Linked DNA regions of Mus musculus: all the other regions are linked to region 1. A link is a contact called in public HiChIP or PLAC-seq and promoter capture Hi-C data. All regions are on one chromosome and are shown on one strand. Each heading gives the region's core, a stretch centred on a gene start, on an enhancer-like site or on the middle of the called end of the contact. The rest is flanking DNA. Distances are from core to core; before and after follow the strand shown.

Region 1 (3,449 bases), core at 110-2,609:
CGGGGTTAAAAAGTGACCATTTCATGGTTGACTTGAACCTGCCTACTTTTCTTGATGTGTCGTTGTGAAATGCTTGATGTGGGTAACTTCCACTTGGGGAAGGAAAAAGTCACTGGTTCTTTCAGGTCCGCTGGGGGAGGGCACGGTGGTCAGGAGTGCGAGGACTGGAGAAAGTTGAGGGGGGGAAAGTCCAGGACGCGGGGTGGGAGCGGGAGGCCGCGGGGGGCCTGGAAACGCTCGGCGGCCCCAAGCTAGGGCGACATGGAGCCCCGGGCGCTCACTTTTCTTTCTCCATTGTCTGGGGCAGCCTTTGATTCCTCCATTTCCCCACCCACCCCTAGCGGAAACCCGGAATTTGGGGGGCGGTGTGTGTGGGAGAGAGTGCCCGCGCGAAAGGGGGTGCTGGCCGGTCGCCTCCAGGGTCCCGGGAATCAAGTTCATTCACTCGGCGGGGGGCGGGGCGGGGAGCCGGCGGGAGCCGCCGGGGAGACCCGCAGCCGCACACGCACCCCGCGCGCTCCCGCCCCGCAGCCTCGGGCGCGCCGCGGCCCCGCCCTGCCCGCACCCCCGCGGGAAGGGAGCCGCTTTCCGCCGGCGCCCCGGGCTCTGGGGGTGGGGATTGGGACGCGGCCAGCGCGGCAGGAGGAGGAGGAGAGGAGGGGCGAGCGGTGGCGCGGCCTTCCCGCTCCGAGCGCGGCCACGTGCACCGGGCGCCGGGGGAGGGCGGGCCGCTGCGGCGAGGCTCGGGGGACCCTGGGGACCCCGGCGCCCCTCTCCGATCGCCAGTGCGAGCTCCGGGCTGGGCTGCCCGCCGCGCCCCGGGCTCCGCGCCCGTCCGCTGCAACTCCAGGAGGCCAAGTTCACTCTGGCCCCCGCCTCCACCCTCCCTCTCCCTCCAGCCGCCTGGGGTGCTAGAGTCGGCGCCCTAGCCCCGGCTCGGGGCGGCCTGGGTGTGAGGGAATTTTCCATTCGTTTCTTTCTTGGGCCCAGGCCGGTTCAGGGCTTCTCCCCTTAGGATGTTCTCGCGTCTTGAGCGTCTGCAGCGAGCAGTGAAATAACCTCTCCCTGGGCGGGTTTTCGGGGGTAAACGAAGAGTGGCAGAGAGAAGAGCTATTTTTGAAAAAAGAAAAAAGAAAAGAAAAGAAAAGAAAAGTCCCAATACTGTGGCACCGGTCTGATACCTTTAACAAATGAGGGGGAGAGACGCGAGGGCTGGGGGAGGCGCGCGGGAGGAGGAGGAAGGTGGGGGGCGGGGGGTGTGGAGAGGCTGGTGCAAAAGGAACGCGCGTTTGCAGGAGGAGGAGGAGTAAAGCGGTGATTGTGTAATTAAATAATAAAACAATCCTTAAGTCTGATTTGGAGAGAGCTCGAGCGGGGTCCAGAGGGTGGAACCGGTGAATCTTTCAACTTGCAAGTTTTTCAAGGAAAGAAAGCGAGAGAGGGAGGGGGAATAGAGCCCAGGACAGAAAAGAGGAGTTTGCAGCCAAGCGGGATCGATCGTTTGGGATTTTTTTCAGGAGGTCCTTCCGATCCTTTCCGTGGGCTGTGGCCAGCGGCACCGGCAGCGGAGTCCACGCGCGGCGGGTCAGACCCGGGGCGAAGCGGGCGGGCGGCGGTGCGGCGGGGCAGGAGCGCAGCAAAGGCTTTTCCGCCCGGGAGCTCCGCGCCTGCGCCCCCTCCCTCACCCCGGCCTCTCCCTGCTCCCCCCCACCCCCACCCCCACCCGGCCCTCTCCTGCGCGCGCCCCGCCACCCGCGCGCACTCGCTTGCGCTCCCCCTCGCGCACACACGTGGTCGGCTCGCAGCAAAGTTTCGCCTGCGATCGCCACTCCCGGATCCTGCTGCAGTGTTGGCGGCGGTAACCTTGAACTTTACCAGCGCGGTGACACATTCTCCTCGCTTTCCCCACCGCCTGGCCTCCTGCGCCCCCCTCCCCGCCTTTTTTTAAAAAAAACATTTCACCACCCACCATCACCCCAATCCAACCCACACCGAACCCTCGCGCACCCCAACCCCCAACAACAAACAACAACAACAACAACTGCAAAACAGAAAACAAATCCCCTAAACCAGGCGACCAGCAGCCTGCACCAGCGGCGGCAGCCTCGGAGAGCTCGGCCGGCGCGCGCGAACCGCAAGAGGGTTAAAAGTGTAGATTGGATTTCACCCCGGGAAATCTAGCTCGCCGAGTGAACTTGAATCTTTGGCTATTTAAGGAGGACTGGGTTTGTTGCGAAGTTGCGGTGAACCGGCGCAGTGCCCCGTCCTGATTGATCGCATCGCTGGGCTCAGATGACTGTAAAATGAATAGATGAAATCCTTGCTTCTGGAAGATTTTCTTGGGCATCTCCGGGAAAGTGCGTTTTAAGGCGAAGTCATGATGTATTCTCCCATCTGTCTCACTCAGGTACTTATCTTGGTCGCTTTCTCGAGCTTTCTCTGGCCCCAGACGCCTTTGTTGTGTCTTCTTGCTCTTGTGCTGCAGACCCTCAAAGGCTTTGCCTAACCTTGGCACACCCTGGTCTTCCCCGAGAAGTAGTGCGGAGTTGCGGTGGGCTGTGCGGGCGGCGTGGGACCACGGCTGCCGTGTGCGCCCATCCCAGCGCCCGAGCGGGGAGAGCCGGCACCGGGCGGGCGAGGCTGCTGGGGGTGGGCAGGGCCGAGACCTGCGGCCGTGAGCCCCTGTCCGCCCCTAAGGAGATTGCGGCGAAGGCAGCGGCGGCGGTGGTGGCCGCGGCGGCACCCTCACTCCCTGGCCGGTGCGCGTGGGGCGGACTCCGGCTTGGGAGCGTCTGTAGATGGACTCTTGGGCAAGGGGCTGAGAACTAGGCTTGAGCGCCTTTGGACTCTGCTGCCCACAGTGGGCGGGTGACGCCGCCAGTCTAGGTGGTGGTCCAGAGGACTTATTACTTTGCGTTTTGGGGTGCCTAAAGTCCTGTTCTACAGTGACCCACATTTCGGGTTTTTAAAGACCTCACTTCAGAGGCGATCTTTTACGCTGACAAGAAGTTGAAGTGTTTGTGGTGAATTTTTAGGACTTTTAGGACACGTTTGTTTTAAAAGTGAGACTTGTTCATTTGATGATATTTGAACATCGCTCGCAAGGCATAAAGTAGTATCAGAAAAGTGAGATTTTTTTTTTTAACTTGGAAATTTGCCTTAAGGAACAACGTTAGGAGGTAAAACACTGTCTTTATACCTAAAAACCCAAACTAGTTTCTATCCCTTCAGTCAGATGGTAAAATGAAGAAGTGGTCAGATCTAGAGACTTACCTGGGGCGCTTTCATCCTTTCATGGATGCCCGACGAACTCACCAACTGATGATAGCTTAAACAGCCTAGTCCAGAACTGTTAATTTACAGCAGTTAATTCAACCTTGAAAGTTATGGGACAGTTTACTTCCAACTTTTAAGAGTATGAGTCTAGATTGGGTCATTGAAATTTTTCA
Region 2 (3,837 bases), core at 447-2,946, 1.0 Mb before region 1:
GAATTAAAAGTCATACTCACATCTTGATGACTTCTAATGATTCTGTACCAAGAAAACATGCTTATCTGGAACCGCCTATGCCTCTCTGGGCGCACAGCCTAGCTTCTCCTGCCCACCCCCACCCCACCCCCGCCCCTTTAAACTGATGAACACCAACTCACCAACAAGCATCAGGTTTCATCAACTATTTAAGTCAGCCCCTCGACCCTTTCCGCTCTTGTTTAAAGATGAAAGGAATGCAACCTGTGTCACAGCACTTCCACTACCTTCTCAGTTTGGGTGTCTAACCAAATGCTATTTTTTTTTTTCTTTACTCATCGAGAGGAAAGGGCTTGATTCCCTAACACTAAATCCACTTTTTTTTTTTTTTTTTTTTTGTCTATGCAGCTTTGCATTCATTAGTCGTGACACCTGTGTGGGACTATCAGCAGTTACACGGTTCATTTGGCAAGGGGGCACTTCAGAGCTGAGTGCAGCTCAAATAGCAGAACACTTTTGTGCCCATGATTCTTGTTCAGTCTCAACCACCTTTCATCCCATCTCTGAAAAAAGAAGAGAGGTGAAGGAGATGTGTGATTCTGTCCATAAAACACGCCTAAGACAAAGAAACTCAAACAAACAAAAAGTAAACGGAGCCTGAAAGACTAAGCCCACTCTGCTTATTTGACATAAAGAACCTAAGGTCCAGGCGACAGGTGATTTGCCTGTCACAGCTAATAAATGGCTGAGCCAGGATTTACACACAAGCTCCAAGCTAAAACAGCCGCCTTCACTTTCCCTAGAATCCCGCTGCACTGCCTGCATTCCTCTGCCTTTAACTGGAAAGGATTGCATTTCCGGCTCTATCACAGTTTGGTCGTTACTAAGCACTGATAAATACAAATAACAAAACGGTAGTTTCATTTCTCCAATACTAGGAAAAGTATAAAACATCAACGTGCAAAATCTTAGAAGCTGTTTGATATCGTCTCTAAGTTATGTATTTGATTAATATGAATATCGTAAATGATTAAAAAGTCAAAGGGGGGGGGGTGTGTGCTTGTACGCAAAATTCAGCTTTAAACTCACAGCTGACTTTTCTAAGTCCCAAGGTGGGTGGTAGGCAGAAGTTGCATAACTCATTGTTTTGCTTATCAAACGTTTGTAGGGTGCCTAAAGTGTGGTAGGCATTTAAATAAAATGAAGGTAAAACACGAAAAAAAAAAAAGTGATCCTTGGGTACTGATCCCAAAGAGCTCCGAGGACTCTAGTCCCCACCGGTCCTCGGAGTACAGCGAAGATGCTCGGCTTCCTCAAGGTGGGCGGAGAGCCCTGGCCATTGAGCTGGAGGCTGGAGGCTGGAGGCTGAGCTGGAGGCGTGTCAGCACCAGCTAGCAGCCCTCAGCCGGGTCCTCTCTGCAAGCCCAGTCTCCTCTCAGCACCTCCCGGTCCCGGGCGCCAGTCACCATTGCACCCACAGCCCGCAGTTACCTCGGACTCGCGTGGTCCAGCCTGCACACCCACGACCCCCAGGCAGCTTCAGGTCTCGGGGTGAGTGGGAGGTCAGGCAACTCTCAGGAGAAAGAGTGACAACTGGGGAAAGCCGATGGACTCTAGGGCCAGGATGGAGAAAGTCTACGAGGTGAAGTTTACAACGGCCACTTCCGGGGGCCCGGAACACGCGACGAGGCTCTGGGCAGCCGCGACTTTCTCCGCCTCCCTGGCCCCGCCCCGGCAGGCCCGCCCCTCGCCTCCGCGTCCCCAGCGTCCCGCCCGCCGCCCGAGCCCCAGCTCCAGGATACGCGCGTACTCAGAGAACGCGGGCTCGCGCTGGAAGAGAAGCGCCGGCCCGCAACCGCGCGCGCTCCCGCGGCAGGCGGGGTATATTGCGCATGCGCCAGGGGTGGGGTACGCGTGCGCAAAGCACACGGGTGGCTCGGGGCCGCGTTCCACCCCATGCGCGCTCCAGCGCCGGCATGCTGTGCCTTCTCCTTGTTTCAGAACTCCCGCAACCGAGTGGCGTGCACATTTCCAGCCTCGGAAAAGGGCAGCAGCCTGTTCCTGCTCTGTAAACGTCTTCTTAGCTGGCTCTCGGCCCGAGAAACCCGCTAGGACCGCGGCCGATGCCAGGGTCCCCAGGGAGAGTGCCTGGGCTTCGGCACAGGTGGCAGACTCTCAGCGCCCTCCTCCTGCAGTCTCCTCCTCCCATCGATTTCTTTTGTATTTTGGCTTGGGTGGATAGAATGTAGGTCGGTGCTCTGATGCTGCTGAGCGTCTTTGATTACAAATAATGCAGAACCGGATTCATTGGCAAATAAGGCCTTGGAGCCTCGCCTTGAGCTCCATCTCTGCTAGATTTCAGCCCCTCCCCCTCCTCGCCCACAATTTATAAAGAGCTTTGGTTCGCCCTGTAGCCGCTTCAGAGGATTGGAAAAGCAAATCCTCTTTTGTTCCTTGGCTTTTGAAAGCCTATTCCCTAAAGAACAATGCGAAATGGCAGGATTTTGATGAAAGGTTTTTATCCCTGCCGCCACTACCTTCTTTCCACAAGTGTTCATACAAAATGAGCCTTTTATGCTAAACTTGTCCGGGGTTGGTTGTAATCAGCCTGAACCAGGTGTTGGGGTTCTCGCCTGCTCTCGCTCTGGAAAGTTAACAGTCCTAAGAGCAAATAGATTAAAACTTTGGTTCTTGCACTGCTGAGAAACTTTAATTGGTTTGAGGTCAGTTGTTTGGTTTTTAAAAGGTTTTCCTTGCTTCTTAAGGCTTTAGCCAGAAGAGATAACTGCTTCGAAAACAAACTGAAGGAAACAAAAGTAGCCCTCTCTACTTAGGAATCAAATGGAGAATTACAATAAATAAGATTACATTCACCACCACCATGGGTTTCTCTGTGTGGCCTGACAGTCCTGGAAGATGAGAGTTTTTTTTTAAATTGTATACGGCTTAGTTTTGTTATTTGAAAGATTTTTGTTTGGAGGGAAGTGATTTTGTTGTTGTTTTGCTTTCTTGGTTTTGTCTGGGTGGGGTTTTTTAATTCCCTATGTAGCCCAATCAGGCCCCAAATTCTGGATCCCCTGCCATAGCCTCCGGAACACTGGGGTTACAAATCATGGGCCACACACACACATCAGCTCATCGTGTTTTAGGAACATCACAGAAGGGAGTGTTACATTGCAAACATAACTGATCTATTACATTGTACACTTTTTAAAGAAAAGCTGCTTGACATGAATCCTTACAAAGTTCATTTACTCTGTCTTTAGCATGCGTAGAGTACAGCACATGTGCCCAGCATGGAGCTAGGTAATAAAAATACCAGCTATAAAGTACAAATGCCACAGGGATCAGAGAAAAGATCTGCTCGTCAACCTTGAGTACAGGGAAGCGATTTGTGGAGCATGTAAAGTCTAGTGTAAGAAAGTAGAGTAATAGATTCACCAAAGTAACAACGAATTGGGACAGGAAAAAAAAAGCATGAGACTTTTGACAAAATAGAAACTTTGGGTGCAGGGGAGAAAAATATGAAAGATCTGCTAGAGAAATATGCTCAGCTCAGATCACAGAGAGCCTTTCAGGTCATATTAGCAACAAGGCTAATGAAAATTATAGTAATTACACAATAAATCCGATCACCTCGGAGTCCTTAGAGGGTTTCTCTTTTTCCCTGGTGGTTACAGGTTCGTTTTCCTTGGTCCCCTGTTTGGGTAAAGGCTATCTATAGTGAGACGCTCTCTAACCCACTTCTGGTTGTCTTTCCTGGTCACCTCAGCCCCCTCCTTTCTCCCAGCCCATCGGAGAGACAAGTAGATCCAACCCCACCACTCCCTCAAAGAAGCTTACAACCTCAATAAAGAC
Region 3 (3,466 bases), core at 356-2,855, 1.2 Mb after region 1:
TTTAGCTTACACGATTGGGTGTGTTATGAAATGCAGATGGCCTGGTGATTGAACACTCAGTTGTTGTTCACCCAGTCTGTTGGGCACTTGAAGCATCAGCTTCCATACCCCATCCCCAGCAATAACTGCAGAAATTCAGCAGTGTCTCCAGAGTGTAGGTCCTGCATGGAGTTAATGCCAGAGAAGGTTTGAGTGGACCTAAAGTCAGAACATCTCTTCTCATATTCCTGAATCATTTGTATTGTGTCTCTACTTTTCCTCTTCACTTGTCAATCAAGCCAGAAACCCCAAACCCCGAGAGAGGATCAATTGCCTTATAACTCTGAAAGATAACTAGAGGGCTAACTTGCTAAGCATGGCTATCACATCTCATAAGTCAAAGCACATTGTGACATTGACATGTAAAACAGAGGGAAGAAAAAGCTGCCTTCTTCTAAAATTAACCAGTCATAGTTTGTCTTTCTCATACACATACAAACAAAATCACTATTTGTTGTGCACTAGTCAGTTTTACACATACACATATCAGTCTTTCATATACACATACTAGTCAGTCTTTCTCACATATCCATGACAGTCTTTCATACAGATATAATAGTCTCTATGCACATGAGAGTAAGTCTTTTACACACACACACACACCAGCATACACATAAAAAACACCAGTTTTTCTTAAAGGCCCACTCATGCTGATTCAGGTAGCTGTAAATGGACTTACTGAGAAGATGGTTGGAATTTAGTTTATTTTCCCAGTCTTTTTTTCAGAAGCAGAACACATTATATAAACCACATTTAGTGGGGCTGCTGAGCAATGTGTTCTGGGTTTTCTCTGAAGTATTTTTGGCCATTTCCCCTTTCTGTCACTTCCATTTCATAAAGCAGAGGTTTAGAATTGCCCTGAGGTCACTGTTGTCATTCTTCCAGAGGGAAGTGCAGCTATACCTTTATTCTGAGTAAAACCATACCACCAGCCCTGACCCATTCAGCTGTGTACTTATGGCTTGGCTCTAAGTTCTATCCAGTCACTTTTCCTATATTGCTTATTAATGGGGAGCGCTGGAAGCTATTAAAAAAATCCTCACAGATTCTGACTCAGCTACGGAACTGATTGGCCATAGGGAAGGGATTGCTTGTTGAGACAGTATGTGTGTGTGCTCCTTTCTCTGCCATTCAGGATAGACAGCTGGGAAGGTTGTGTGTATTCGTGCATGCCTAAGGGATGGATTGAGTCTGCAGAGTTCAAGAACAGCCAGTTAAGTTCCAGGCCTCCTTGTTTCCTGTGCAAAGCCAGATGTGAGCCCTCAACAGAATGCACTCTGTTCCTTTTCACTGTACCTTGCCAGGAGCTAGTACATATTACTGTAATAATAGCCAGGGTTTTGTGCTTAGCAGCAGCTGCTTATAACATCTGCCAGATAATTACTGAGCTGAATCAGAATTCACCTGCCTTAACCCAACGTGTGGGATGAATTCCTGATCAAGGAATAAAAGATTGATTGCAGTTACATTTTTCCAGGCTTGTTAATAATCACCGCTATAGACGCCAGGAAAGAGCAGATGCTTTTCTGGGGGAGGTGTAGATGCGAGGGAGGTGGAGAGGGGGAAATATCCAGGAGCACCCACTTTTAACTACATATGTATGCGTCTCACATTCAGCATAAGACATTGACATTTGTTAACACCATTGTAAAAAGACGCTGCGGCGTATGCTTCCCATTCTAGATTCTCTGCAGCACCTGCTGACGATCGGGCCCCCTTTTATGTGTGAGTATTGGTGACTCAAAAGCTCATTATGGTGGTGTGTTACAACTTGTCTGTGAAAACCATTTCATGCTTTTGTAACATCCCAGATCCAGATCAGATTCAGTGTGTACAGTTTGGCTGTTTTCTTCATTTATAAGAATGTCATTTCCAGCAGAGCTATGCAGTTGCTACATTTTCGCATTGCAATAATGGTTGTAAACTCATTTGGAAATCCTTTTTTTGTCAGCCACTAAGCTTCCAGGCTCCTTTGTGAGACTGATTCTGTGTGCATGTTCAGGCGTGACCCCTGGATTAGCAGCTGTTATCACATGTCAGCATCACTAAAGCGAATCTCTTTTCTTCCACTGCGTGTGTAACCAGAGGTTAGATTACATAGAAGGTTTTGATGCAGTTCCCAGATAATCTGCTTCCCTGTGCTTCTGCAGCTTGTCATTCAGCCTTGGCGGGTTCTGCCTCATACGGAGCTTCTATGGGCTGTGTGATTGGCCATGGGCTGCAACTGCCCTGCATGTGCTGTTGCATTGTGGGACACCTCTTCTGATGACCACTGTCAATGTTGGTTGGGACAAATACCATGGAAGCGACTTTCTCTGTTCTTTTCCCTGGCCAACAAAATATCAAACAAATATTTATAAAGCCTTCATTTATTATCCTCTGATGGAAGTAAATCAGCAAGTACAGAACAACTCCTGGATCCTGGTCAGGGCTTCAAGATCCTAATAAATCAGGCGAGGCTTTTTATTAGTATTATTGCATTCCTGACATACCTTGTCTATATATTTTCTCTTGGTTTTAACTCAAGGGTTGATTAATATGAGTTCTCTCAAATTTAGTTTTTCTAAAGATCTTTCAAAAATTATGTTTTCTAAAATCCTGTTACCATTTTAGATTTTATATTCATTTTTATATTTTAGTATTATATAGAAATATATAATTACATGGTTTGACTCATGAAATTTGAGTGGATAACAGCAAATCTACTATTCAGTATTTTTGTAACACATTAAAGGTTTTACTTGTTTGTTTGTTTGTTTGTTTGTTTTAATAAATGAATACATTAAGCTGGGCCAGTGAAAGAAATGCTTTCACTGTGCCTAGTGAAATTTCTATAACCACTCTTTTCTGCTCAAAGTTTGGTCCTGGAGGTAGAATTGTCTCAAGGAGATTCCTGGGGGGTTGAGTGGGTTTTTTTGGTGGGCTCCTGTACTGCAGCCAGCTGTGTTCTGAGAGAATCCTGCCTGCCTCACTGTCTGGTGGCATGTTGCTAATGACTGCCTAATAAATGATGACATGCTTGTGGTTGAAACATTCAAGGTTCAGCAGTGTTGTCTTGCCTCAGAGCACCTCAAACCCATGAAGTTGCACGTAGAAGACATGAAAGACTGAATGCCTCTGACTCAATGTCAGGATCTTTTGAACTCATCTTAGTGGATGTATTCTATTTTAAGAGTCTCTGTGATTGCTATATTGAACATGTTGTATACATCCTCTCTTGACTAGTTGCACAAACATGTCTTCTATCCTACTGACTTCAAGAATAGTATTTCCCTGAGTATTTACTAATTTGAGGATATTGACCAACCTATTAATAAATTTTATCAGTGGTGCAACTAGCCTTCCAGAATAGCAGTAAGTAGGAGCTTGGCTGCATTGATTTCTAAGCTCATGACTGTATTCCATGTCCAGTGTAATGGCTCCCACA
Region 4 (3,983 bases), core at 184-2,683, 1.1 Mb after region 1:
GAGAAAATAAATGCCTTACAGCTGGATCTCATGGAGTCATTTCCTCAAGGGAGGCTCCTTTCACTGTGATAACTTCAGCTTGTGTCAAGTTGACACACAAAACCAGCCAGTACAAACTATGAGATGAGAAATACACCCCATGAGTTTAGGCAGTAGAAGGCCCTTACCAAGACAACTGTCAGAGCAGTGACAGGCCCAGAAGTAAGGGTCTCTTGCGCAGCTGTGATCAAGAACACACTGGGTAGAGACAGAACTGTGGATAGATCCTCTCCATCCCTACCCCTAACCCTAGCCCCTTCTCTTTACCTTTGTGTTTGGTTTTAAGATGGGACGCCTGATAGAACAGATTCCCACAAATGCACTGTGGGAGGAAGAGAAGATGGGATGAAATGTCCCTCAGACGAACTACATCTTCATTTTCAAAAATCCTAGAACTGACTCATATCCACACATTCTGAAGACATCCAGTCAGAGTTCACATTTTCCTGCATGTCAAATCTATGCTGATTCATATTTGCGGAACCAAGGGAATTGAAGGTTTGGGCCCTGTGTTGTCTCCACCCAAGACACTGAATCCACTTTAATCAACTCACATTAGCAAGCAAAAATTTTCATTGAACGGTAACACTTTCATTCTTGTGCATTTCACGTGCTTCCTCCTTTAATATTTAGTAAATGTTAGAGAAACGCAAATCGCTTTTTATTAGACAAAATAAAATTACAACGCAATTCTTGTATTTTAAAGTCTGAGAGTTTTAAATTGTTCACTCTAATATTAGACTTAGAAAAAAGAGCGAGCGAGCTGTATTTTCTTTAATGGGTGTGGGGTTGGGGATAGACTGTGGGACTCCAGAGCTGAGGTCAACAGAAAGACAATTGTAAAAGTCACAAAACAGAAAAGGGGCATTCCCTCCCACCCCAATTCCCAGTAGCAGACAACTCTGAGCACTTTCCCGGAGGAGTTTGCTGCTTTTTTTCTTTTTATTGTCTCACCAGGCTAAGAACGCATCTTGATGTGCTAAGTAACTTCTCAAAAAAGGACTTCCCTTGACCACCTCGTTTCTCAAGAGGCCACGAATGCAGAGGGCAGTCCTCACCAAGAACTAGGAGAACTGCAACTAGAGACTACCAATGCAGGGGCCGGGAGCATAAAACACAAAAACTACATTCCTAGCCCAATTCAAGTTTTTGATAAAATATCAGCAACACTGGAGTGCAAGTATTTCTCGCGTCAATATGTGTGAAACGCTATACTTAAAAAAAGGGCACTTCCTTTGGAAGTCACATTTAGGAGCCTGCCCCACGCCCCGCCGCCTTCGCGCTTGTCCGTCACCCACGCGGGCCCGGGCCCGTGCGCCGGTCGTTCCATCTCGGCGGCGGCTGGGCCGCGCCCCTGATTGGCCAGCGCGCCCCGCCGGCGTCACGGCTTCCCGCAGCCCCGCGGCCTCCGGGAGGCTGGTCCGCGCGCAGCAAGGCTGGCCGGCCGCGGGCTCCGGTTCTCCGGCCACGCGTGAGCGTTCGCGCCACACGGCGCTCCGAGGGCCGCGACTACAGCGGAGAGGAGCCGAGCGCTTTGCCCACCCCGGGAATCCCCGCCAGGCCGCCGAGCCCGGTAAGCGGCCCCGCCCGAGCCCTGCCCCCGGGACTCTGGAAGTTTCCCGGGCTGCGCGCTCCCCGCCGTGCTCTCCGCGCGGCCTGCGCGCCTGTTGCTGTGCGCGGGCCCGGGGAGTGCGGGAGGGCCCGGGCCTGGTGGGGGTGGGGGAGCGTGCGGGAGGCGCTTTGTGTCTGAGCCCTGCTTCGTGGGGCGCGATGGTGCTCTCTGGGCTGCTATTTATTCTCCAGGGACTCGGGGACTGGGCAGTTCCTTCCCGGGTCATTGGCGGCGGGGAGGAGGAGGAGGAGGGGGCGGTGGCAGCCGGGGCGGGCGCGAGGGGGCTGCTCTGCGGGGGGAGGACGCCGAGGATACGCAGGCCTGCGGGCGAAGGTTGGGGTTTCCTTCTAGCATCAGATAAGAGGACCGCGACTTCACCAGCCAGAGGGAAAACTCCTCTCAGTATTGTTTTAGTGTCCTGAGGGGATGAATCTGAGAACTGAGCCCAGGCCACCTCATCCTGTGCTGTAGGACAGCTGTGCAGTTGACATCACCTTTGTGTGTCCATAGACCCTCGTTTAGGATGCCCTTCATAAATTAATGATCTGGGAACAGGGTGTGTGGGGGGGATTGGTCCTAGGGGTTTGGGAGGTTTTTGCATGTAGAACTTGTTAAGAGATGATGAAGATTTTACAACGATCAAATTATCCAATGTAGTTTATTACGGATTTAGAGGCTGATAGAATCCAGAATAGCAATTACATTTAAAACTTTAATAAAACTAAACTTTGAACGCTTTTAATTTCAAGTTCTAATATAAAGTTTTGGAAAAGTGCACCTGGGCTATTATGGATAGAGGAAGGCTCTGTAATTTGTCTTATCTTCCTCACCCCATTTAAAAAAAATAAGCAAAAATTGATGGGACTTTTTTTCAGCATATTGATAATAGTGCATATGTGTGCTGTGTCTTTCATGCATTCCTTTCTTCCTTGGATTCTTCTAGTTTCTTCTGGTTTTCTTTCTTCCTTTACCACGTTCTAATTTTACCACAGAACCCTGATGGTGGTTTGGTGAGGGAGTTAAGTTTGTTTTTAGGGTGCTCCAAATTCTGTCACCCAGAAAATGATCTACTGAATTCCTACGGGCGTCTTTGCATTTCAGATGCTTTTTAAATAGGGAACACCTTGAGGGAGTAAAGGCTATCTATACAACATACTTTGCTGCAGGTTGGAAGGTACTAGAGAGATAATTTCAGAAATGCAAATTTGCATTGATTCAGTGCTGGTTAGCACTTTCAACATTTAACTAAAGTACGCAAAATGGTTTACAAATGAAATCCTGGATATGTGTTCTGGAGGTAAGACTGAGGGGGGGGTGGTCTAGAACCTTCTGAGCAACAGTGAGTTGCTGCAAAGGTAACTGACCTGAGTTAGAGAAAGACCATTCTGCAGATTACATCCTAAGTCTATCCTCATAGATTTGACTGAGTTGAGTTGCAGGTTGGCTCCACTTTTTACATTTATAATATGGCTAACATCCTCTGAATTTCATCAGATACTTTAAGGCAGAGTTAACATACTGGACTGGATATGACTCCAAGTACTGTAAATGCCCCATCTCCCAGAGAAAGTTCTACACTAAAGAATGAAGAAACAGATGAGTTCTTAGTTAATCCAAGATTCCTAGATTGTCCAAGGGATGTTTGTGGCTTCAGTGGGTTTGTAAAAATAGACATTTGGCCTTAGGTATAACTAGGTTGTAACTATCCTTGGGTATAGTTGCATTGTTTCAAGCATCAGTTTGCTGATAAGAAAGGTATTTTTCTCTTTTAAGTTTAAGCTTTGCTTACTAAGCAGTATTTACACAAATTTGAGAAACTAGTATGGCAAAATTGTTATATTGTAATTAGTTATATAATTTTAAGGGGGGCTCCCTGGGAGAAAAAGTGGGGAGGAGAAATCACTGCTAATTAACCAGGTGCCTTCAATATCTAAGGTAGATAGTAGGTGGTAAATGGGAGCTTTGGAGACTTGTTGCATTAGATTAGGCACTGGAAGGTCTGGGGATGGGTCAGAAGTAGGCATACAAAATAAATACAAAATAGTTTTCTGGAAGCTTGATGTCTTCACTGATCACAGGGGAGGGGAGAATAGAAAGGTCTTGTATGTGGTCTTGAGATTCATTAAAAAAAAAAAAGAAAGAAAGAAAGCAGCCAAAGGGTCTTAGGTTGCTGGACATGATGAAGTGATAATAGTTTTGCTGTTGGGGCTGCTGTTAACATAAGTTAGTGTTTCCCATTAAGAAGAGAGCATAGACCTGTAGGTGAAATGGTTGGGAAGGAAGTGGGTGGCAGGAACTAGAGGGGATATCAGTTTGTATTTTTCTAGAGTAG
Region 5 (3,517 bases), core at 750-3,249, 1.1 Mb after region 1:
CAACTGATTGTAGAAAGCTGTGTCAGGTATGGCACATACTGCAGAGCTCACCGGTCAGCACTGTGCCTTCCCCAGGTAGCTCTTGGGAGCCTGAGTACTGAAAGGCATGTACAGTTCACTCTGACACCTCAGCAGTTGCCAGTTTTGAGGGAATGGGACAATAAAAGGAAAAGGAGCTGTTGTGACATTTGACATCTGACTCCATTCCTACTCTGATCATAAAATTCTGTGTGGCTACATTTTCTATGTCTCATTCTGCATTGAAATCTTAGGCCATAAAAACTGTTGGGACACATCGGGAAGTTCCTTGTAATGCAGGAGAAGGAAAGGGAAAGTGTGGCTTCCATTCAGACAGTGCTTTCAGGATTTCCTCCTGTTAGCAGTTGCTAAGTAGCATCACCCTCTAAGGATCAATGTGCATCTTAGTAATAGGCTTGTGTTCTGACTTACCATGGAAAATGTGATAGAGAACAAACAGAGTTCTCACGTGCATCTTTATCAATCTTTGCTTAGAATTTCTGAAAGAACTTTAACTTGTTTGTGTGTATGTACTCATGATCAATATAATATTTCATCACCCAGTGTCTGTGGAATGCCAGATGTCTCTAGTGGTGAACCCCTCTTTTCTGATTACTGTCATATACATGTAATATTGCATACAATGTACATGCAGTAGATGTTTATGCTGTCATCATGACTGTACTAGAACATATTTGAAGAATCTCCATTTGAAAAAAAAACCCAAAATTGGCTTCTAAAGTATAAGAACCTGTGTTTTTATAATTCAGAAATGTGTTGAAATTGACTGTAGAAGCATGTATGTAAGGTGGTAGGCCTATCAGAGCATAGTCAACATGCTCACTTTCATAAGATGTCTAGCCGTCATCTGAGTTATTGGTTTAAAGCATTTATAAATATGCTGTTTAATTTTAGGGTAAAATATTCCAAGGGTTGAAATAGTACCTTGAAATGTCCATTATCTAGGATTCTGAAATTATCTAGTGTAGAATACTTAAGTTTTTAATACATGGAATTATTGTACTTTGGATGTAATTCATCACTCACAGCCACATCCACTTACTAATGGGTTAATTATCAATTTTATTATACATAAATACAAGTTTGTTTATCTTTTTAAAAAAGAAGAGATTAGATTTTTAAGGCCATGCAAGGCTTTATGCTGTTTTCACGGGGCTGGAAACATCTGGCGCCAAGCTCAGTGACACATCGTTTGCATCAGTTTCTGGGGCTTTACAACTGTTTGCTTAAGCATATACTATACCCTGTTCCTGCTTTTAAATGAACTTCACTGTAAGAAACTTAAATATGTATAGTGATAGATTTTAGTCTTCCTTTAGGTCCTAAATCTAATCAAGCAGCTGGGTTGTTTTGAAGCATATGTAAATATGTTATTTAATTTTGAGAAAAAAGTATTTAAAGTCTTAAAAGAGTGTCATTATACTGAATTAAAAATATGTACTTTTTAAATTGCTTCATACTCAGTTCCCATGTGACAATGCTGTGCACTTTGGGAGATTATTTTAAGGTTTCTAAAGGTGTAAGGGTCTTCATAGGTTTCACGAGTCTTTTGAATTCTGTTATTGACTGATAATAGAAAAAAATCTCTTTGGAATAGACAAAAATCGGGCCCTGCAGGCAGCAGAGCGCTTGCAAAGCAAGCTGAAAGAACGCGGGGATGTTGCAAATGAAGACAAACTGAGTCTCCTGAAGTCTGTCCTGCAGAGTCCACTCTTCAGTCAGATCTTGAACCTTCAGACTTCACTACAGCAGCTAAAAGACCAGGTAGGATGGCATCACCCACAGAGGCCATCACGGTGTAGCAAAGATCTTGTAAGGAAAGGCTCATGCTTTTCCACAGGCTGACTTCTCTCTGCGTTAATAAATAATGAAGTCATTTAAACCAACAGACATTCAGGCTCGCAGTGCCTATTCCCTGCTGGTTATTTTTGTCCCTGTTGTTGCGGATGGTATGACATTATGTTGAAAGCTTGTGTGGATGCTTAGACATGAGCTCCTGCAGGAGGAAGGCTGCTGAGAGTGTTTGGGCTGGGTGGCTGCACCCTTGGTTTTCACTATCACTAGGCCCCGTTGTTCATGTAATCCTGCTCACTCAGATTCCGACGTTCAGTACAGCTACAGAATTTGAGAGTAGCATGAATTTGTATGTTTAATCATGTGTGTGAAGAAGGGAAGTCACCTCTGTTTTGACAGTGAGAGGATAATTACATTGTCATCAGCTAGAGGAGCTGCAATTCTCACTTCTTAAGAGTGTGCAAGTAGCACTTGCTTCCATGACAGCATCAGATGGCGATAAACATTAGGATTTCTAAATGTAACACCATGTTTTATTCCCTGAAAAATTATGAACATTAAAAAGTTTGAACATTTATATTAAAACTGAAAGCATATCACATGACAGAATGAAAACCAAAGTCAGATGTTCTTTGAACTTACTTAATTTAATCACCATTTCGCAGGTTTTAAAAACGTTTTTTAAAACAGTTCTTATCCTCTCAAGGTTTGAAGTTAATTTAATTATGTTCTCATGTTTTTATAATTAATTTAATGGTTATGGATGACTTGCTAGCAAATATTCTGCCTTAAAAGGGTAAAAATGAAACTTAAAAACTAGTTTCATAATTCAGTGAATGAGCATTTCTAGTGGGACGGATATTCCAGATGCCAACAGATAGTAGAGAAGCTTGCTTTGTGTCTTCCAGCCTTAACCCAGATTCCCGTGTGCTTTTGTAATTCCCCATAAATAAAAAGAAGAATCTTCAGAAATATTTATCTATTGGGCTGAGGAGACAGCATAGTCAACAGTGTCCCCATCCCCAGAACCCTCTATGAACAAACAAACACATGAACAACTGCAAGCTGGTATGGTGGTACTGGGGGAGAGAAACAAATGGATCTCACACGCATAGACACCTGCAAGTAGGCTGTGCAGGCGCACACACACACCCTCAAGTCATTTTTCTGTAGCTAGTTTCATCTTAATTATTTAAAAAGCCATGGTTGTGAATTTAAAAGTGAGTTTTTGTTGTATGTATGTGTGTTTCTTTTCTTGGTAAGTTACTGGAAAGACTGGATTTTAATAATGATGGACTAACAACCTTTTGGAGAAACCAGTGTCTAGAATATAAACATAAATATTACCATATTATGTTAGCAATTATGTTTTATAATAAATATTATCAAATTATGTTTTTTCAAAAGTGACCAGAAGTCTTCTTTGTGCATCTTGTGAACATGTAGTTGTAATGACAGGAAAATTAAGTCATATGCCAAGTATGTTAAAATACACTAGTAGTCAAGCAAAGTAGCTAGATCATTGCCTGTTAGGCAGCCTTCTGCAGGGAAGAGGGCTTGTGTCCTCTGTGTCCAGTGAAAGAACACAGATGGCCTACAGGTTGTCCTGGTTCTGCTGCTTTCAAGTAGAAATAGAATCTAACTCTAGGGCCTTGTGGGCTTAAATGGTTCACATGAAGCCTAC
Region 6 (3,653 bases), core at 644-3,143, 1.1 Mb after region 1:
TTTCCTCCTCCCTCCCTCTTTCCTCATCTACCTTCCTTCTTTCCATGTTAAAAAGAGTCACTTCAGGCAAGGCATCACGTAGCCCAGGTTGGCCTCAGGTTCTCTGCATAGACAAAGGACCACGCATTCCTGACCCCTCTACTTTCCTTTCCCTAGTGCTGCACATACAGGTGTGCACCATGCTCCACCCAGCATTGCCTTTGTCATTCCTATTCATTTTGCTTTTGTGATACAGTGATTCTGCCTGGCTTTCATATCACTTATGGCAGTGTTGGTTATTTATTTGCTATTATAAAAGGTAGCAAAGTTGACTCACGTCATTGAAATGTCAGGAAAATCAAAAGCAAAAGTAAAACACTACATTCAGTATAATTTTTCATATTTATAATAATTCCTTTATGCCTCTAGGTTAGAAGAGGTAAAAGAAAATAGATGATATATATTACAGGTATCTCTGACTTTCACTGCTAAGTAGTGTTGTCAATGTTGCACTTCATTTTCATAGCAGTACTTGTTTGTAAAAACTCAAGGTAATTAACATCAAATCAGAAATGAGTAAGTACAGCCAGGAGCATCTTAACTCTTAAGTTGGAGAGGAATACAGTAGGAACAGTTGAAGAGCACTTCATTTAGCACTGACTTCATGGGTGGGATTAATGTGACTGGTATGGACAGCATCATTTGCTGTTTAGGGGGTAATTGAATGAGAGGTGGGCCCTCCACAAGCCATTTCATCTATATCAGAACCAATCCTGAACCCGAAAGGCCCCTTGTGTACCTGTTGTCTGCATATTTCCTGTCCTCTCCTAAGAGCAGAAGCGTGCTGCACGACAGGACCACATCATTTGTGATCTGTGCTCTGGTAAATGGGTGTAGTCCCGCCTTCTCCTTGCCTACTGTGTACTTGGCAGCATTAATAGAATTATAGAGGGGGTGTGGAGCAGAGATAGCTGGCGACTTCAGTGGGAGCCTGGCCTTTTCTTAGAGTAATTGAGCTCTATTTGGGTTTTCAGGGTTGAGAAGAATGCTTCTCAGCATCACAGCTCAGAGTCTGGTGACTTCACTCTCATACTGACCTTTCACCCACCACCTTAAGATGTGAGAGGTCTTGTTTGGTAAAGTTATTATTTGTGGGAAATGACACATGGCACCCCATGGTGTGCATAGCAGCAAGTCCCAGGTATGCAGTCTCCAGGCTGTTAGCTGTGCTCAGGTCTATAGGAATTTTTTCGGAGAATGCTCTCAGGTGCTTGAGGCTAGACATATCCCTTTACTCTTGGTCTTTGAAGCCATTTGACATAAGTATCTTTCACTGGTAGCACTACAATAAGACTTTTAAAAAAGTTTTTTGACTTTTTTTTGGATGAACTTAATATTTATATGACTAGAAAAAAAAAACAGAAAAATGTTAGAGTTGTGACAATTTTTCTCATTTCAGGTGGCTCATGTGAGCAAGTTTAGTGAGAATAGTGGGCTGGGAATAAGTCTGGAGGCAACTGTGGGCCACCACTTCATCCGGTCTGTGCTACCAGAAGGCCCTGTGGGACACAGCGGGAAGCTCTTCAGTGGAGATGAGCTCTTGGAAGTAAGAAATTCTGATTTCCTTCTTTCTACTGATGCAAGTTGGGAAAGGCTGCTGGAGAATTAATAGTGATGAATATATCATAAAGTCAGTCCAAAGCAGAGATGCCAAAGCTGTGTGTGTATTCCAACTTGCAGATCCAGTTCCCCGTGTTCTCTTTTGGTGGTTTTTGTTCTGTTGTGTTTTATGCTGTTTTAGCCTTCAGAGACTATGAAACTTCCATGACTATTTTTCAAGTATATATTCAGTTCTTAGAATAGTCGACACCTTCATATGCTTCCATAGAGAATAACGACAAACAGCAAAACGCATCCTGTCTGTCCCCACTCACTCAATTCTTGTCGCTCAGTAGCTATCTACTGGTATTTGTTTCTCTGCAATCTGTCAATGTTTTTTTAAATGCAGAGAAAAAAAATGTTCCCAGTTTTAAAAACATTTTACCATACTATATATGCCATTTCTAGTCTTTCTTAGTAAAATCATTAAATGCTAATTCTTTGTAGCCTTCTCTCCTGCATCTACTAGGAATATTTGTATTCTCTCTCCCTACCCTACATTCACAGATGAAACCTAGAGAGAAGCTGAGGGTTTTACCATGGTACTTGAGAAGCTCTAGGTACAGCGAGACTCTGAGCTCAAGTTCAGGTCCTGTTTGGAAGTGCTTGCACAGGTCTAACTGCAGGTCTCGGCAAGGCAGAGCCACAGCCACTACCATAAAGAAATGTATGTTGTGGGAAAATGGTGCTCCCTCACACACAGACCTTTGTAGTTTAAAACTTATTTTGTGCGGACCTGCCTTTCTGCAGGTGAATGGTATAAATTTGCTTGGGGAAAACCATCAAGATGTGGTCAATATTTTAAAAGAGTTGCCTATAGATGTGACAATGGTATGCTGCCGTCGGACTGTGCCACCCATTGCCCTATCAGAAATGGATAGCCTGGACATAAATGATCTTGAACTCACAGAAAAGGTAGGCTGGACATAAATGATCTTGAACTCACAGAAGGAAGGCTAATTTGATGCTTAACACTGTTAGAATGTTAAGGTATTTTTATTTTCTGCAAGACTTGATTTTTTTTAAGAGTCTATGCTTATAGATCTAGAACCCAAACAGCTTGGGCTTGAGTTCAGTCAGAATTGATGCTTACCCTGAACAAAGCACCTCTCCTTTCTAAACCTCAGTTGTTGTTTTTGTCTTCTGTAAAATGTAGGTTAGGATGCTGCCCATCTCATGGACAGTCTCTCTGTAGGTGAAAACAGTTACAACAGATAACACTGCACACTGTGAACTTGACAGTAGGTCCTCCCAACTGCATGCCTTGCACTTGACATGAGGTACCACGCACCATGTGTATTTGGAGTGCCTCCATTAACTAGCTCAACCCCAATTGGCAGAAGTATGCAAGTCGTATACAGACGGAAAAGCATATCTTTATTTACCCACCCTGCCACCTCTGGTTTGTAGTTAACCATTTAATAGTTAAAATATAGAAAGATGTGTTTTAGTGTTTGTTTGGGTTTTAATTCATTTGTACATTTTAGTGTAGATCATAAGTTAACTCACAATTCACATCAAATAATACTCTATGGTGTGTATTTTTTATATGCTTATTCTTATCTGTTTGAATCACAATATCCAAGAACAGAGCTAATCATCTTTTTGGAAGGTGCTGCAACATAGACCCCTGGTCAGATATTGTGAAGCAGGGATTTCTTTTACCTTATGCTGAAGGAATCAATACAATGGAATAATTTTGTAACTTAAAGGGTAAAGTACAGAGTTTATCATTCACGTGGGTGATCATAACAGGAAAGAACAAGAAACATGATTCCAAACTGTGCCAGTCTAAGGCTGCGCAATGGCCTGCCTGAATATGTTCGTTTGGAGTGAGAGGGGTGGTCACAGGAGAGCAGAGGAGGAGGTTTGCGTCCATGGCTCTGGGCAGTGCAATAGAATATGAAAGCAAAGGCAGCACACAGACTAGACAAACACACCTTTCTTAGATTTGACATGCTCATGCAGATAAGTGGGGTTGGCTTAACCTGTTTCACTTTCTTTTGTTCTTAGGT
Region 7 (3,766 bases), core at 544-3,043, 1.1 Mb after region 1:
AGTATGAAGTGTCCCTCCTTGTCTTTTTTGATAACTTTGTTTTGGAAGTTGATTTTATCCGATATTAGAATGGCTACTCCAGCTTGTTTCTTCAGACCATTTGCTTGGAAAATTGTTTTCCAGCCTTTCACTCTGAGGTAGTGTCTGTCTTTTTCCCTGAGATGGGTTTCCTGTAAGCAGCAGAATGTTGGGTCCTGTTTGTGTAGCCAGTCTGTTAGTCTATGTCTTTTTATTGGGTAATTGAGTCCATTGATATTGAGAGATATTAAGGAAAAGTAATTGTTGCTTCCTTTTATTTTTGTTGTTAGAGTTGGCATTCTGTTCTTGTGGCCGTCTTCTTTTTGGTTTGTTGAGGGATTACTTTCTTGCTTGTTCTAGGGCGTGATTTCCGTCCTTGTATTGCTTCTTTTCTGTTATTATCCTTTGAAGGGCTGGATTCATGGAAAGATAATGTGTGAATTTGGTTTTGTCGTGGAATACTTTGGTTTCTTCATCTATGGTAATTGAGAGTTTGGCCGGGTATAGTAGCCTGGGCTGGCATTTGTGTTCTCTTAGTGTCTGTATAACATCTGTCCAGGCTCTTCTGGCTTTCATAGTCTCTGGTGAAAAGTCTGGTGTAATTCTGATAGGTTTGCCTTTATATGTTACTTGACCTTTCTCCCTTACTGCTTTTAATATTCTCTCTTTATTTAGTGCATTTGTTGTTCTGATTATTATGTGTCGGGAGGAATTTCTTTTCTGGTCCAGTCTATTTGGAGTTCTGTAGGCTTCTTGTATGTTCATGGGCATGTCATTCTTTAGGTTTGGGAAGTTTTCTTCTATAATTTTGCTGAATATATTTGCTGGCCCTTTAAGTTGAAAATCTTCATTCTCATCAACTCCTATTATCCGTAGGTTTGGTCTTCTCATTGTGTCCTGGATTTCCTGGATGTTTTGAGTTAGGATCTTTTTATGTTTTGTATTATCTTTGATTGTTGTGCAGATGTTCTCTATGGAATCTTCTGCACCTGAGATTCTCTCTTCCATCTCTTGTATTCTGTTGCTGATGCTGGCATCTATGGTTCCAGATTTCTTTCCTAGGGTTTCTATCTCCAGCGTTGCCTCACTTTGGGTTTTCTTTATTGTGTCTACTTCCCTTTTTAGGTCTAGTATGGTTTTGTTCATTTCCATCACCTGTTTGTTTGTGTTTTCTTGTTTTTCTATAAGGACTTCTACCTGTTTTGTTGTGTTTTCCTGCTTTTCTTTAAGGACTTATAACTCTTTAGCAGTGTTCTCCTGTATTTCTTTAAGTGAGTTATTAAAGTCCTTCTTGATGTCCTCTACCATCATCATGAGATATGCTTTTAAATCCGGGTCTAGCTTTTCGGTTGTGTTGGGGTGCCCAGGGCTAGGTGGCGTGGGAGTGCTGCGTTCTGATGATGGTGAGTGGTCTTGGTTTCTGTTAGTAGGATTCTTATGCTTGCCTTTCGCCATCTGGTATTCTCTGGAGCTGTGCAGGATACACTTGGCGGGGTCCTGGAACCATGATTCTCTGTGCAGGGTATACTCGGCAGGGTCCCGGAACCAAGATGTCTGCTGCTGTTGCTCAGGCAAAATGCTCCCATGCCGGGCAGATCCCTATCCTCTGTCCGGGAAAATGGCCAGCTGTCTGTGCAGGATACACTAGGCGGGGTCCCGGAACAGAGATGTCTCCTGCAGATGCTCAGGCAAAGTGCTCCTGTGCTGGGCAGATCCCAATCCTCAGAATTCTTAAGATCCCTTGGCGGGTGTTGTGGGTAGCTGGTGGTAGTCACCCGACTGTGCGCCCTAGCTACCTCTGTGCTGCTCGGACCGACAGGGGCTTGTGCCCCTACTCAGACCGGGTTTTTGCTTCCCTGACTAATTCAGTCTCAAGTCCCGTGCGATTGGATTGGAGCAGATGCTGTGTTCCACTCACCAGAAGTCTTAAGATCGCTTCGGAGAGTCAGTTTCTTAACCACCTTGCCAGGCTGACACACACACACACACACACACACACACACACACACACACACACACACACACACACACACACATGCACACACACACACACACACGTGCACACCCACATTTGTTTTTGTGTGGCAAGAGGGTATATATATATATATATATATATATGTTTTTGTGTGGCATATGCGTATATACAAAGGTCAGAGAACCACTTTGTGGAGTTGGTCCTCTCCTCCCTTTGTGTGGGTTCTGGGGATCAAACTCTGTTTAGTTGTCATATTTGTATAGCAAGCAGCTTTACCTACTAAACATTTCACTAGCTTGGTACCTGCACATTTTACTACTTAATTTGACTTTTAATTGAAAGATTCTGTTTTGTGATGTTTCTCTTAAAAAGTGTAAATGCTTATGTCCCCAACTTTATTTCATTGCCTAACAAGTTTTCCCCTTTCCTTAATTCTAATTTGTGCAGAAGTGGCTATTCTCCATCTGTAGGCTGTGGACTAGTTAAAGCAAAATGACTCCCACTTCCTTGGACTGTCTAGTTAAGTTCAGACTTTTCTTTTGGGTTTTGGAGGATAGAAAAGAAAAAAATATGTCATGATCACATTAACAGAGTTACCTAAAACCAGAATGCAGTTCTTACCAGTGTGTGTTGTTTCTGAAAATGGATAAATATTTTTCTTATGTCAGGAATAATTTTAAGACAGAGCATAGAGCTGGCTAAGATGAAAATGTCTGTGGTGTCTTTTGAAATTCTAATGCACATTGTGCAGAAGTTAGGAGTGTTTTTTTTTTTATTTTATTTATTATGGGTTTGTTTACTGTAGAAAGTTCAAATACTACACTTTTGTAGAGTAATACCTTTAGATGTTTGTTCATTAACTAAAAAATAAATACATAGGCATTAAGTGAACTAAATTCTTATGTTCTTTGATTAAGAAGGCACTATTTAAGCTTAATGCAGAGCTGATTCAAATGCAGCCATGTTTTACTGTGGAAAATTCCTGTGTATCTAAAACAGCAAATAGTGTTAATTAGGTGGTATTTTTTTTTAATTAGGTATTTTCCTCATTTACATTTCCAATGCTATCCCAAAAATCCCCCATATCCTCCCCCCCAACTCCCCTACCCACCCACTCCCACTTTTTGGCCCTGGCGTTCCCCTGTACTGGGACATATAAAGTTTGCAAGTTCAATGGGCCTCTCTTTCCAGTGATGGCCGACTAGGCCATCTTTTGATACATATGCAGCTAGAGTCAAGAGCTCCGGGGTACTGGTTAGTTCATAATGTTGTTCCACCTATAGGGTTGCAGATCCCTTTAGCTCCTTGGGTACTTTCTCTAGCTCCTCCATTGGTGGCCCTGTGATCCATCCAATAGCTGACTGTGAACATCCACTTATGTGTTTGCTAGGCCACAGCGTAGTCTCACAAGAGACAGCGATATCAGGGTCCTTTCAGCAAAATCTTGCTAATGTATGCAATGGTGTCATTTTTTTGGAGGCTGATTATAGGTGGTACTTTGGGACAAAGATAAAACTTCAGAGAATAAAAAAGCAAACACTAAAACAAAACAAAAAACCTGATGAAGATTACTGGGCATAATGCAATTGAGTGGTTTTTGTTTTGTTTTGTTTTGTTTTGATGTGTTTTTTCATTCTTAAGAGTTTAAGAACAAGTCTGAAGACAGGATAACTCAGTTATGAGAGCCCATTGCTCTTTCAGAGGATCTGGTTTCAGTTCTCAGCACCCACCCCAGGCAGCTCAGAACCCTTGGAAACTCCACTCCCAGGGGAT

What was found. Promoter capture Hi-C pulls out the DNA fragments that hold promoters and counts their contacts. HiChIP or PLAC-seq counts read pairs in DNA pulled down with a chosen protein or histone mark.
Region 2: a contact with region 1 is called in a promoter capture Hi-C map of embryonic stem cells, with 3 times the contacts expected there. The contact joins the promoter of Ccdc171 here to the promoter of Nfib in region 1. A contact is called at or near these places in 2 of 39 promoter capture datasets (embryonic stem cells and stem cell-derived epiblast-like cells), 1 of 484 Hi-C or Micro-C datasets (embryonic stem cells) and 2 of 115 datasets of contacts at active chromatin or transcription factors (both in embryonic stem cells).
Region 3: a contact with region 1 is called in an H3K27ac HiChIP or PLAC-seq map of VIP interneurons, with 5 times the contacts expected there. The contact joins the enhancer-like site here to the promoter of Nfib in region 1. A contact is called at or near these places in 7 of 39 promoter capture datasets (the 3T3-L1 cell line, the C10 cell line, the SN4741 cell line and 4 more) and 8 of 115 datasets of contacts at active chromatin or transcription factors (VIP interneurons, astrocytes, cardiomyocytes and 5 more).
Region 4: an H3K4me3 HiChIP or PLAC-seq map of craniofacial prominence shows a contact between it and region 1, with 7 times the contacts expected there. The contact joins the promoter of Mpdz here to the promoter of Nfib in region 1. A contact is called at or near these places in 12 of 39 promoter capture datasets (the C10 cell line, cranial neural crest, embryonic stem cells and 7 more), 1 of 484 Hi-C or Micro-C datasets (the HL-1 cell line), 14 of 115 datasets of contacts at active chromatin or transcription factors (the NIH/3T3 cell line, VIP interneurons, astrocytes and 8 more) and 1 of 9 other capture datasets (embryonic stem cells).
Region 5: a promoter capture Hi-C map of hippocampal neurons shows a contact between it and region 1, with 9 times the contacts expected there. The contact joins the enhancer-like site here to the promoter of Nfib in region 1. A contact is called at or near these places in 5 of 39 promoter capture datasets (the 3T3-L1 cell line, the C10 cell line, hippocampal neurons and 1 more) and 6 of 115 datasets of contacts at active chromatin or transcription factors (astrocytes, cardiomyocytes, craniofacial prominence and 2 more).
Region 6: a promoter capture Hi-C map of hippocampal neurons shows a contact between it and region 1, with 8 times the contacts expected there. The contact joins the enhancer-like site here to the promoter of Nfib in region 1. A contact is called at or near these places in 7 of 39 promoter capture datasets (the 3T3-L1 cell line, the HPC-7 cell line, frontonasal cranial neural crest and 3 more), 5 of 115 datasets of contacts at active chromatin or transcription factors (the NIH/3T3 cell line, forebrain, neural progenitor cells and 1 more) and 1 of 9 other capture datasets (embryonic stem cells).
Region 7: a contact with region 1 is called in a promoter capture Hi-C map of stem cell-derived epiblast-like cells, with 3 times the contacts expected there. The contact joins the enhancer-like site here to the promoter of Nfib in region 1. A contact is called at or near these places in 5 of 39 promoter capture datasets (the 3T3-L1 cell line, cranial neural crest, liver and 2 more) and 6 of 115 datasets of contacts at active chromatin or transcription factors (VIP interneurons, astrocytes, cardiomyocytes and 3 more).

What each region holds. Positions count from the first base shown.
Region 1 is chr4:82,503,689-82,507,137 of GRCm38.p6, reverse strand. Nfib (nuclear factor I/B) reads left to right here and starts at 1,359. Exons shown (of 12, transcript NM_001113209.2): 1 at 1,359-2,407. The coding sequence starts at 2,378.
Region 2 is chr4:83,523,404-83,527,240 of GRCm38.p6, reverse strand. Ccdc171 (coiled-coil domain containing 171) reads right to left here and starts at 1,696. Exons shown (of 26, transcript NM_001355378.1): 1 at 1,471-1,696.
Region 3 is chr4:81,331,275-81,334,740 of GRCm38.p6, reverse strand. The region is part of intron 22 of Mpdz (multiple PDZ domain crumbs cell polarity complex component); the gene reads left to right. Among named protein-coding and RNA genes, the nearest start is that of Gm25803, 5.4 kb to the left of the region's middle. Within about 2 kb of position 1,605, at least 48 of the 459 cell types and tissues checked have an H3K27ac peak or open chromatin away from gene starts, as enhancers often do. A contact at or near this core is called in VIP interneurons, embryonic limb bud, forebrain and 1 more, where this site is marked.
Region 4 is chr4:81,440,265-81,444,247 of GRCm38.p6, reverse strand. Mpdz (multiple PDZ domain crumbs cell polarity complex component) reads left to right here and starts at 1,433. Exons shown (of 47, transcript NM_010820.3): 1 at 1,433-1,612.
Region 5 is chr4:81,417,158-81,420,674 of GRCm38.p6, reverse strand. It overlaps Mpdz (multiple PDZ domain crumbs cell polarity complex component), which reads left to right. Exons shown (of 47, transcript NM_010820.3): 3 at 1,637-1,803. Among named protein-coding and RNA genes, the nearest start is that of Mpdz, 24 kb to the left of the region's middle. Within about 2 kb of position 1,999, at least 11 of the 459 cell types and tissues checked have an H3K27ac peak or open chromatin away from gene starts, as enhancers often do. A contact at or near this core is called in hippocampal neurons, where this site is marked.
Region 6 is chr4:81,361,926-81,365,578 of GRCm38.p6, reverse strand. It overlaps Mpdz (multiple PDZ domain crumbs cell polarity complex component), which reads left to right. Exons shown (of 47, transcript NM_010820.3): 14 at 1,439-1,585; 15 at 2,389-2,553. Among named protein-coding and RNA genes, the nearest start is that of Gm25803, 25 kb to the right of the region's middle. Within about 2 kb of position 1,893, at least 3 of the 459 cell types and tissues checked have an H3K27ac peak or open chromatin away from gene starts, as enhancers often do. A contact at or near this core is called in hippocampal neurons, where this site is marked.
Region 7 is chr4:81,398,013-81,401,778 of GRCm38.p6, reverse strand. All of the region lies in intron 3 of Mpdz (multiple PDZ domain crumbs cell polarity complex component), which reads left to right. Among named protein-coding and RNA genes, the nearest start is that of Mpdz, 43 kb to the left of the region's middle. Within about 2 kb of position 1,793, at least 3 of the 459 cell types and tissues checked have an H3K27ac peak or open chromatin away from gene starts, as enhancers often do. A contact at or near this core is called in stem cell-derived epiblast-like cells, where this site is marked.